Linked DNA regions of Macaca mulatta: region 2 is linked to region 1. The links are chromatin contacts, called in public Hi-C maps. All regions are on one chromosome and are shown on one strand. The core of a region is the stretch at or near the end of the contact, and the rest is flanking DNA. Distances in the headings are between cores, read along the strand shown.

Evidence for each region. A called contact is a pair of places that touch in the nucleus more often than the background predicts.
Region 2: a contact with region 1 is called in a Hi-C map of cortical neurons, with 2.8 times the contacts expected there. The contact joins the promoter of EWSR1 here to the promoter of GAS2L1 in region 1. A contact is called at or near these places in 4 of 14 Hi-C or Micro-C datasets (cortical neurons, fetal cortex germinal zone, fetal cortical plate and 1 more).

Annotation. Positions count from the first base shown.
Region 1 is chr10:22,248,106-22,253,631 of T2T-MMU8v2.0, forward strand. GAS2L1 (growth arrest specific 2 like 1) reads right to left here and starts at 2,120. Exons shown (of 6, transcript XM_077950210.1): 1 at 2,022-2,120; 2 at 441-1,092. The coding sequence starts at 1,073.
Region 2 is chr10:22,287,703-22,292,895 of T2T-MMU8v2.0, forward strand. EWSR1 (EWS RNA binding protein 1) reads right to left here and starts at 1,466. Exons shown (of 18, transcript NM_001266241.2): 1 at 1,392-1,466. The coding sequence starts at 1,404. It overlaps RHBDD3 (rhomboid domain containing 3), which reads left to right and starts at 1,763. Exons shown (of 7, transcript NM_001194302.1): 1 at 1,763-1,993; 2 at 2,163-2,315; 3 at 4,065-4,254. The coding sequence starts at 4,107. LOC144331850 (a long non-coding RNA gene) reads left to right here. Exons shown (of 2, transcript XR_013399412.1): 2 at 1-1,431.

The DNA of each region.
Region 1 (5,526 bases), core at 870-3,369:
CTTTCCATGCCTCATCTCAACTGAGCATCACAGCACCCACTCAACCTCGAGCCTCCCTGAGGTTCTGGGCACATCTGCCTAAGACTAAGTGCAGGGAGGGCACCGAGGAGGCGCCCCAATCATGCAGTCCCCCAGAAGAAGGAATGCACAAGCTCAGTTGAGGCACAGTTAGCACACAAAGTGAGGGAGGATCGTGCCAGGAGCCCGCATCCTGTCCCAGGCCCGGCTGGGCTGCGTCATCTCCCCAGCACCTCCCTCACTGTGGGCTACCCATTTCCTTGGGGTCAGGTATACATTCCTTGATTTGGTGCTCAACATGTGCACTCTTTGTGGGGCAGGCTGTTCTGCAGATAGCAGGGTGGACCCTGGGAGGTTCAGGGACAGATCGCAGGCACTAGCTGGGCTGTCGGGTCCCTGGCGCCTGGTGCTGGGGGACTCACCAGCTCGTCGAGGTTGCGCAGGTCGCTGGGTGTCATGCGGGGGGCACGGGCAGGAGTCCCTGGTGCAGGGGTGGTTTCAGTGGTGTCCTCCCCAGCAGCAGGGGCGTTGGGGGCTGGGGGTGCAGCACGCAGTTCCCGCTCAATCTCCTGCTCGAACTGCACGAGGCGTGGGGCGAGCAGGCCCAGGCGGGCCCCACGCCGTGCCACCTCCAGCAGGCATAGCACCACGCTCTTCTCGTTCTTGCGAAGCACCAGGTCCTCAGTCTCAAACATGAGCACCTCCGGCACACCCAGCTCCGTGCGGCACCAGCCGATGAAGGTGGCCACGTTGTCGCGGGCCATGAAGGAGCCAGGCACTACACTGTGTGCCTGGAAGGCCACACCTCGGGCCGGTCGGGCAGCTGCCAATGCACGGGCAGCCTCGGTCACGGCGTTGGCATGTTGGCACAGGGTCGTGCCCGTGGCCAGCCCCGTCAGGAAGCCATCACCACCACCCGGGAGACCCAGGCCGTACAAGGCATTGAGCCACTCGGCCAGGTCCTCCTTCATGGCCTCCACGTAGGCCTCACTGGAGCGAAATGGCCGCACGCTCTTGGCCGCCGAGCCCGCGATGCCCGCCACCGGGTCCGCCATGCCCGGACCGGCCGAGTCACTGTAGGCAGGAACACAGGTCAGGATCGCTGTGGGGACCCAGTAAGGGCTCAGTACAAACTAAGCTGCTGGCCACCTGCACCAGTCTGTCACTCAGGGCAAATGCCTGGTTTACATGTTGGCTCTGGGAAATGTCGGTGCTCCAAGTTTCCTCATCTGCGAAATGGGTACAGTAACATTCCCTGCCTCATGGGACTCTATGGGATAATTTTTATAAACTTAAGGTCCATTAAGTGTTTGCTGTGTGACTTTTTGGGGTGCAAACTGGGGCTTGGCTGGGGCCTCCCTCTCAGGCAGGGAGGTGCCCATTGTGAAGGGCTGGGACCTAGAGAAGTGAAGGCAATGGCTAGGGCCCCCAGAGGACACGAAGGGAACCCAGGTCCTGACCTCAGAGTGGGTTATGTGCATGGCTCAGGGCTGGTGCCCACCCCACGTCCTGCGGGAAGGTCCCCGCACCTTCCTTGGCCCCCCTTCCATAAGGGCTGTGCCATCATTAACAACGACATAGCAGCAGCAATAGTGTAACAGCACGACCGCACTAGGGCTGAGCGGGCGGAGGTATTATCTCCATTTTACAGATGAGGAAACTGAGGCGCAGAAAGGGCCGAGCTCGTGAAGGTCGCAGAGCTGTGGGTGGAGGAGCCCGGGCGTCCAGGCGGCACAGCGTGGCCGGTCTCGGCGATCCAGGGCCACGGCCAGGCCCCGCCTCCTCCAAGAAGCCTCCCTAGCGCCCCAGGCCGGTGCCAGCTGGGCCAGGACTCAGAGCGGCCTCCGCAGGCCCCGCCGGTGCTCGGGCCTGGGCCCAGAGAGGGCGCGGGGCCGCCCAAGGTCACACAGCCCCGGGGAACAGAGGCCGCGGACGTCGCTTCCCGGCCCTCCGCCCCCGTCCATGCGCACCAGGCAGGGAGTGCTGGGGGTCCCCGCGCTCACCTGGCTCATCCCGCGGCTCCGGGGAGCATCGCCCCGGCGGGGGCCGGAGCCGGGCCGGGCCCGCCGCAGGGAGGCGCCGCCCGAGCCGCAGCTCGATCTGTCCCGCGCCGCGGCCTCCTCCTCGCCGCCGTCTCCGCCCCGCCTCCCTGGAATTCGGATCCGGCCCGGAGGGGGCGGGCGGGGCTGCGCGCTCTTAAAGGGGCCGCCCCTTTCCCGAGTCGGCGGGGCAGACAGGGGAAGAGCTGGGGTCTCCCCACGCGATCGGGCCAGGAATCCCGGGTCTTCAAGCGCTCTCGACGCAGAGGGCCCCAGGGTCCCCAGACAACTGCGACCGGCCCAGGCGCCCCAGCCCCACCCAGCCTAGTACCCGGGGCCCCGTCCAACCTCTTTGATCCCCTGGGGAGGAGGTTGGGACCTTTTAATCCTCCACCTCCCCGGACGGTGGGCTCCCCGGGCTGGCGCACAGCACGGCCTGTTCCCAAGATGAAGTCAGGAAGCGATAGCGGCTGGGCGCTGCGAAGTCACCTCCTCCCGGGTGGATCTCCCCTGGCCAGATAACCGGCACCGCCGCGGGGAGGGGAGGATGGCCCTGGTGACTGAGGGCTCCTTGTGCTCACGGAATGCTCGGTTTTGACCTTGAGATGAGGGGAACCGGTTTTACAGATGAGGATACTGAGGCTTAGAGAAGTAGGCAGATGGCCAAGGCCAGAGTTCCGCACAGAACAGGGAACGGGGGCATCGGAGGCCGGCCGGACACGGGAGGGTTAAGCCCCACTAGGCTCTTTTTAAACTGCAGAGGACAGACCGCCGGGATCAGCGGGAAATCCTGCCCCCTGCTGCTGCCGGCTGGGTTGGGCGGGACGCCGGGCGGGTCTGGGCGGCAGCCATGCTACACGGGTGGGGCCGGCCTGCAGGGAAGCGCCGCCGACCACAGCCAGGCTCAGAGCTTCAATAAATCTCCTACTGTGTGCTACCAACACTGCTCTGCGCCCTTGACCTGGACTGGCGTGTCACCTCTGTGAGGGACGCTCATGCCCAACCGGGGCACCGTCAGGAGAGCAGCTGGTGGAGCCGGGATTTGAACATGATTATGATGACGCCCTGGTCCACAGATCAGCAGCATTGGTTGAGCACCTGTTGTTAGCCAGGCCTCTTGGTGCCAGGCACTCACAGACATCATCCCAGAGTCCTTGTGATTTTTTCTTTTCTTTTTTTTTGAGACAGTGTCTCACTCTGTCCCTTGCTCAGGCTGGAGTGCAGTGGCTAGATCTTGGCTCACTGCAACCTCCACCTCCCAGGTTCAAGCGATTCTTCTGTCTCAGCCTCCCGAGTAGCTGGGATTACAGGCGTGAGCCACCACATCCGGCTTTTTGTATTTGTAGTAGAGATGGGGTTTTACCATGTTGGCCAGATTGGTCTCGAACTCCTGACCTCAGGCGATCCGCCCGCCTCCCAAAGTGCTGGGATTATAGGCATGAGCCTGTGTGACTTTTTCAAAGTTGTTTTCTCACCTCAGTGCCTGGCATGGCACTTCCTCCAGTGAGGAAGGCAGAAATTAACAATCCTCAAGGCTGACACCTGCATGGCACCTACTGTGTGCTGGGTCTCTTTGGGCACTGGAAATCAACAGCAAAACAGCAGGGAACCAAGCAGTGCCAGCTCTCAGGGCCTGCTGTCCCAGTGGCAGGGAGGCAGCTTCAGGGCAGAGACAGGGATGAGGTGCAGGGGAGACGGGGAGGGAGCTGGGTGAGGGTGTGTGTGTGAGGGGGGCTGCAACTTAAAATCCCTCATCAGGAAGGGAGATGAGGGAGGAAGCCCGGGGATATCTGGAGGGGAAGAGGGAATGGTCAGTGCAAAGGCCCCAAAGTGTGCATGTGTCCAGCATGCTCAAGAAGACTGGGGAGGTGGCTAAGGCTGGAATACAGGGAGGTGGGTGAGGGAAGAGGTAGAGAGATTAGAGAGACCCCAGGGCTGGTTAAGCAGGGCCTTGCGGGCTGTGCCTCTTTTGAAGGACATGGGAGCCATGGAATGATTTAGAGCAGGGGTGGTTGGCTTAGGTCTTTTTTTTTTTTTTTTTTTCTGAGACTGAGTCTGGCTCTGTCGCCCAGGCTGGAGTGCAGTGGCCGGATCTCAGCTCACTGCAAGCTCCGCCTCCCGGGTTTACGCCATTCTCCTGCCTCAGCCTCCGCAGTAGCTGGGACCACAGGCGCCCGCCACCTCGCCCGGCTAGTTTTTTGTATTTTTTAGTAGAGACGGGGTTTCATCGTGTTAGCCAGGATGGTCTCGATCTCCTGACCTCGTGATCCGCCCGTCTCGGCCTCCCAAAGTGCTGGGATTACAGGCTTGAGCCACCGCGCCCGGCGGCTTAGGTCTTAACATTCCCTGGGGCTGCTGTGGTTGGCCAAGGCAGGAGCTGGAGCCTCAGAGGAAACCAGGTGGTGAGAGGGTGTTGGATTCTGGCTGTATCGTGAGGGGAGAGCTGATGTGCTGGTGGATTGGTTGTGTGAGAACGGGGTCCAGGACGACTCCCAGGGCTGAGCACTGGGAGGGCGGGGGTGCTAACACCTGGGGAGGGGAGGGCTGCTGGAGGTGGAGGAAGGTTGTAGGTTTGGGGTGGGGGTGAATCAGGGTGTGGACACTTAACAGTTTCATCTTCAAAATACCCCGATGAGCTATGATACTCTTAGGTGTTCTCATTTTACAATTTGGGGAAATTGAGGCCCAGAGAAGGCAAGGGATGTGTGTAACCAGCAGCTGTGCAGGCATTTGACTCCTGCTTATACCTACCTTGCTCCATTTTGGGGCTGTGGACACGGGTGAAGTTGGACTGAACCCAGGCTCTGTCATTGGTCATTAGGTGGGATAGTGAAGCTCCCTGAGCCTCAGTGGCACCATCTGTAGAATGGGACAGTAGTAGTAGTCACATCATGGGGTTGTGAAAGATAATACCACTACTCAACTCAGTGTGGCCCGGCTCAGCATGTCCACTTCTCTGGGGAGGAGGGATTATAAAGAGATTCCTTCCTCCCTCTGTGGCCGGTGATAAGAGGCCTGTTCTAGACCACAGCCTCCACCTGATTGTAGGACATGTAGTTGCTATGGTGCAGACCTCACTGCAGGGTCAGACCCCTGGCCCAGGGCATGGTGGACCCTAGCTTTGACTCCCTCTGTCGTATGGTGGCCCAGGGCCCATGGGGCCACGTCTGGGAAAACCTCAGCCTCTGCATGGTCTCCCTTGTTCCTTGCAGGACCAAGAGAAACCACAGAAACTGCTGGAGGCACAGGAGGTTTGGGCTATAGGGACCCTAAGCCCATCTGTACAGATCCTTGAGGCCACCCCCCTCTGTGCACAGAATGCTGTGGCTCCCATATGGGCTCCTTCTGGCCTTTGGCCAGAGGGTACATAGCCAGTTTCTCGCACCCACTGCTGGGTGCCAGCCAGCAGCCTGCTTGGCCTTGGTTGCCGCTAGAGGTCAGACGATGGCTGTGGAGCTTTCAAGCAAAA
Region 2 (5,193 bases), core at 216-2,715, 39 kb after region 1:
TAGCTGTGGTATTTCAGAGTCCTCTCTTCTACAGGCCTTCTTTGGTATCCCAGCAAGAACACCCAACACTTACCTGTTTACTGACCACACAGATGGGGTGAATTCTTAAACTGTCCTTAAGTTGCTGGATTCTGGACTCTAAAAACTCTGGAGGGTCCAGAGCTTTTCCCGTCTTCCCTCTCATCTTCTCCCACTGTCTCTAAGGCCTGGAATCAGGTGGCCTGAGAATACCCCCAGAGGCAAAAATGCTCCAGCCTGCCAATTTCCGCGGGTTAGTGTACCCACAGCTTGCGAACTGCAGGTGGTGGCTAGGCGACACTCTTAAATGCTCCTTCCATCAATGACCACTCTACTCCCATTTAGGAGTTCCCATCCGGGGCTTGCTTTCAAGTGCCTTTAAGATCGCCTCTACTGGCCTCTTTTCCCTCACCTCTGTCGACCTACGAAATCAACAGGCCTGCCGGCCTAACGCAGGCGAATAAACGTGCGAGACCACTGCTGAAATATAATTCAAATGCAGGCTCGGCCTTTTGTTCCTCCTAGGTCAGAGAGGCCAGAAATACCTTCCTGGTAGCATTCTCGTCTCTCGATCCAGGCTGGTCTTATTATACAACGGATGTCCCTCGGCGTTTGCAGAAAAAGGGCCCTGGGAAGCCACTTAATTGGTTTTGGGGGAGGGGAGGGCGTGAATTAATAAATAACGATAAAAATAGAGAAACCCAAAAAAGTGGCAAACTGGGGGCCCTGGAGGAGGGAAGCACATTCTGTCTAAAGCCCAGGAGGGCAGAAGTTCGGCTTGGGGCTGGAAGACGCCGAGGGGGCAGTTCGGCAGCGCCAGACGCCCCAGCCGACTGGGCCTTAAAGATGACGGGGCTCCCGCTCATAGGCCGGCACCCCTCGGCCCACAAATCCACGGTATCTTTCTTTGCTTTTTTCCCTGGTTTCTCGGGAAACCCTGAAAACGCGGAGGGAGGCCTCACAGGGATAGCAGCCTGCGGCCTCCCCGGCGGTTTCACAGTGACCGGCTCGAGGCCTGGCCAAATCCTCCGCTTCACGCAGGGCCTCGAAGGCCGCAGGCCCCGCCCACGTGGCGGGAGGCCCGGAGCGCAGGGCGCGAGGACCGCCACACAATGGAGGCCAAAGCGGGCCCCGCGCGCCACCGCCGCAGCGAGCCCCCTGCGCGCCGCGGGCGCCGGAAGATTCCAGAACCGGCCCGCCCGGTGGGGGGAGGGGAGAGGAACGCGGATCCCCGAGCTCGTCGGGTCGCGGCGGGTGCCTCAAACCCCTCTCGGCAACTCCACTCAGTCTTCCCAGCCAAGCCCAGAGACGAACGACCCCCAGTTTGGGCGTTCCGGCTACCGCCAGCGCGACCGCAGTTCCACCATACTCACCCGTGGACGCCATTTTCTCTCCTTCCTCCTCGTTCTCTCAACGTCCGTCTCCCTCTCGCTTTCCCTCTAGGCGCCGCAATGCGCAGGCGCAAATCCCGCAACCCCGGGCGCGACCATCAGGCCAGGCCACGGGGGTGGGGTCAGGAGGGATGAACCACCGCTTTCTCGTTCTTCGCGTGCGCAACCCTTGTCCCAATCCTCTCTAAAGAGCGCCCGACGTGACACTCGGGCCAAAATAGCACCTAAGGGGCCAGAGCGCCGGTGAGCGGGTCTCAGTGTGAAACCGGAGAGGCTCTCTTCACGAGGCTAGGTTGTTTGGAATGGTTCCGTCCGCTGGCTCTAGGGACCGTCGCTGAAGAGTCTGCCCTGCAGGCAGACGGAGATCGGCGGGAGGGCTGGGGGAAGGGACCCGGACTAGAACAACTGCTGACTAATCCGCGGGCCGCGGGGAATGGGTGGCGCGCCAGCCGGTCGGCCGGGGTCACGCGGCCGGGTGTGCGCGGAATGGATTCAGGGTTCCCCGATCTCGCCCGGGAGCTAGAGTCCCGACTCCCAGCCCGGGTCCCCGACCGGCGTTTCGGGGTTGCTGGGCGCGCTCTGCAGTGAGTACCCGGGACGCGTGGCCCGGGCCAGCGGGGAAGGGCCCCGAGGCCGGTCGGCTAGGTGGGAGGCCTCGAACGCCGTTTCTGGCCCCGAGACCCCGTCTCCGGTAACGGTCGAGGTGGAGCACGCCCTTTAATCATCCCTCATCCAATACCCTTGTTTCTACAGAAGGGGAAACTGAGGTCCAAGGAAATTGAGTATCTTTGCAAAGTCCCCAGCTGAGTTCGAACCAGACAGATCCTGGGACCCCCTACTCTATCCGCCACCCGGAAGAATCTTCGTCCTTGTCTTTCCATTCTGCCCTCCCGGCTTCCCAGTAAGGTAGGCAGGGCCTGGTGGTGCACTGCCCGTTTCATAGATTGAAGAAAGTGAGGTCGAGGGGGCTCAAGTCCCAGTTCCGAGTGTCCACGGGCAAGCCTTTCACCCTTGCTAAGGCGCCCAGAGCTGGGGAATGGTTGTGAGGTGAGGATACAGGAGGAGGTTTACGGTGGGTGTCTTGGCCCCAAACCCTGCCTCCAGGCAAGGCTGGCCCTGCCCACCTCTCTGGACCTCTAACCCCAGCCCCCTAGCTGGATACCCGGGTCTACGAAGGGCAGGGTTCACCTTCAAATCCCTCAGCAGGACCAGGAGTCAAGCTAGTGTCCTTTTTTCAGTGAACATATATAAAGCACTGGTTGTGTGCTGCGAATACCCTGGGAAAGGTGGGGTTTGATCAGAGGAGCCATGAGCTCAGACCACCTGCCTAGGGAGACAGACTGGTCAAGCTGTGCTCCTAAGGATAAGATCCCTGATGTTGGGGGGCCAGAGGAGGGGAAGGGATATTTGAGCTGGGCTTCCAAGAGTAAAATAGGAGTTTGCCTGCTGGCGAAATGGAGGGAAGGACAATGCAGGCTGAGGAGCTTTCCACATTTTTCCTGCAGGAAACTGGTAGCTGTGGAGAACGCGCTTGGCAGGGGAGCAAATTAGGCAGCCTTCTTGTCTCTCTGGGATCCTGCTTCCTGCCCTGAATCAGCTCAGTGGGAGTCCTGGGACAGAGAGGCTTGACCAGGGACCTACAGGCCCTGGAGGACAGGCTGGATGCAAGAGGAGAGCACAGGGAAGAAGGCCTTGCTTTGGTGAGCAGGGAAAGGCCATGTTTGAGGGCCAAAGCTGGGACCAGCTAGGCTGGAGCAGCCACCTCCATATTGAGGCCTTCTCGATGGGCCAGTTGGTGGCTACCAACGCCCGCCATGATTAGTGGGGATTGCTATGATTTATGGAGCAAGAGTTGTGGGCCAGGGCCTACCTTAGCCTATTCCTTTTTATTTCATCATCCTCTGAGGAAAGGAATTTCTGAATTCCCATTTTACAGATGAGAAGGGAGAGGCTCATCTGTAAAATGAGGCTCATCTGTAAAAAGATGAGGTTGGAAACTTGCCTTGGGACACGGAGCAGAAAGAGGTGGAGCCCATACTGGACCCTTCCTGTGGAAAGGGGAGCTACGGCCAGAGGGGCTGTGCCAGTAAGGATGCAGGAGGAGGCTTATGGTGGATGGGCTCACCCTCAAAGGGGATGTCTCAGTCCCAGGTCTCTTAGTGTGGCTCAAGGTGTGGGACTCCTGCCCTTCTGCCCCACCCTTCCCCGGTCTGCTTGCCCATTGGCTGGCCCCACTCCAGGGTCAAGGGCAACTGAAACCATCTGGAGCATTAAGGCTGGGCACAGGGTAGGGGAGGAAGGAGGGAGGTAGTAGCCTGAGGGAAGGGGGAGGACAGAAGCGGGCTAGAGATGGCCCTGAATTCGCCCAGGGGGGTGAGGGGCTGAACCCCTCTTTTTGGGAGTTTAGGGCTCATCAGGACTCAGGAGTCTCTATGCCTGTCCCCTGCCAGTCCTTAAACAGAGGTGAGTGGAATGGCAAGATGGCTTATGAGTGCATGGGTTAGGGTCTGAGCTCCACTATGGCCGAGCTGCTGGGCCTGCCTCTCCAGCCTGTTTCCACCTCTGTAAAATAGGGCTGTTGATAAGGTGCTTGAGAGGGTATTGGTGAGACAAAACCTCCAATAACGACTTGTTATTGTTTTCTTTTACCCCCAGCGCACAGCCCTAGGACCACCCTTGACCATCCTCAACCAAGCTATGCATGCCAGGGGCTCCCATGGCCCACTGTCCCCGGCGCTGCCTCTCGCCTCCTCAGTCCTGATGCTGCTGATGAGCAGCCTGTGGCTGGTGGGGGCCGGCCCCAGCCTGGTCCTGGCGCCGGAGCTGTTGCTGGACCCCTGGCAGGGTGAGGGCCAGCCACGTGGACCTTGGAGGAAGCAGGAGACTTGCTGTAGGGCCTGGGCCCAGTTGGCAGGAGCAGCACAAGGCCTCCAGGGGTCAAGCAGGGATGGGGCCCAGTGTCCCGGGGGAAGTGTGGCCTTAGGAGCATGCTCAGCACATCCACAGCCAAGAAGGGAGGCAGAGGATTTGGCAGGGTGGGCTGGAACCTGTGGGTAGGAGTGCTTTTCTCATGGTTTCCCGGTCTGGCAGCTTTTCCTTGAAATAAGAACTAAGGCTGAGCGCAGTGGCTGACGCCTGTAATCCCAACACTTTGGGAGGCTGAGGCAGGTGGATCACTTGAGGTCAGGAGTTCGAGACCAGCCTGACCAACATGGTGAAACCCTTTCTCTACTAAAAATACAAAAATTAGTTGGGCGTGGTGGCACGTGCCTGTAATCTCAGCTGCTCGGGAGGCTGAGGCAGGAGAATCACTTGAACCTGGGAAGTGGAGGTTGCAGTGAGTTGAAGTTGTGCCACTGCACTCTGGCCTGAGTGATAGACTGAGACTTTGTCTCAAAAAAAAAGAGAAAACAACTAAGACTTTCAGCTAAGCATGAGGATGGAGGAGGAGGTGTTGGGGGTTCGAGGAGGGACCTTAGCTGAGCACCTGTTTCCCAATCATAACAACTCCAGTTTGTATTTGAGGACCCCCAATGATGCTCAGAGAGGTTAAGTGATTTGACCAGGGTTACACAGCTTGAGGGAATGGGGTAGCTCCAGGATTGAAGCAGGCCATCTCATGCTCTCAGCCAGGTATGATTTAGTAAATACAGAAGCAGAGTACCTTCATGGTGTCTGGGACATAGTGAGTGCTCAGTTGCAGGTTGTCAGTGCAAAGACTGAGTGGCAGGTGCGGTGTGTTCTGTCTAATACCACAGAGGCATAGCCACAGTGTTTGGAAGTC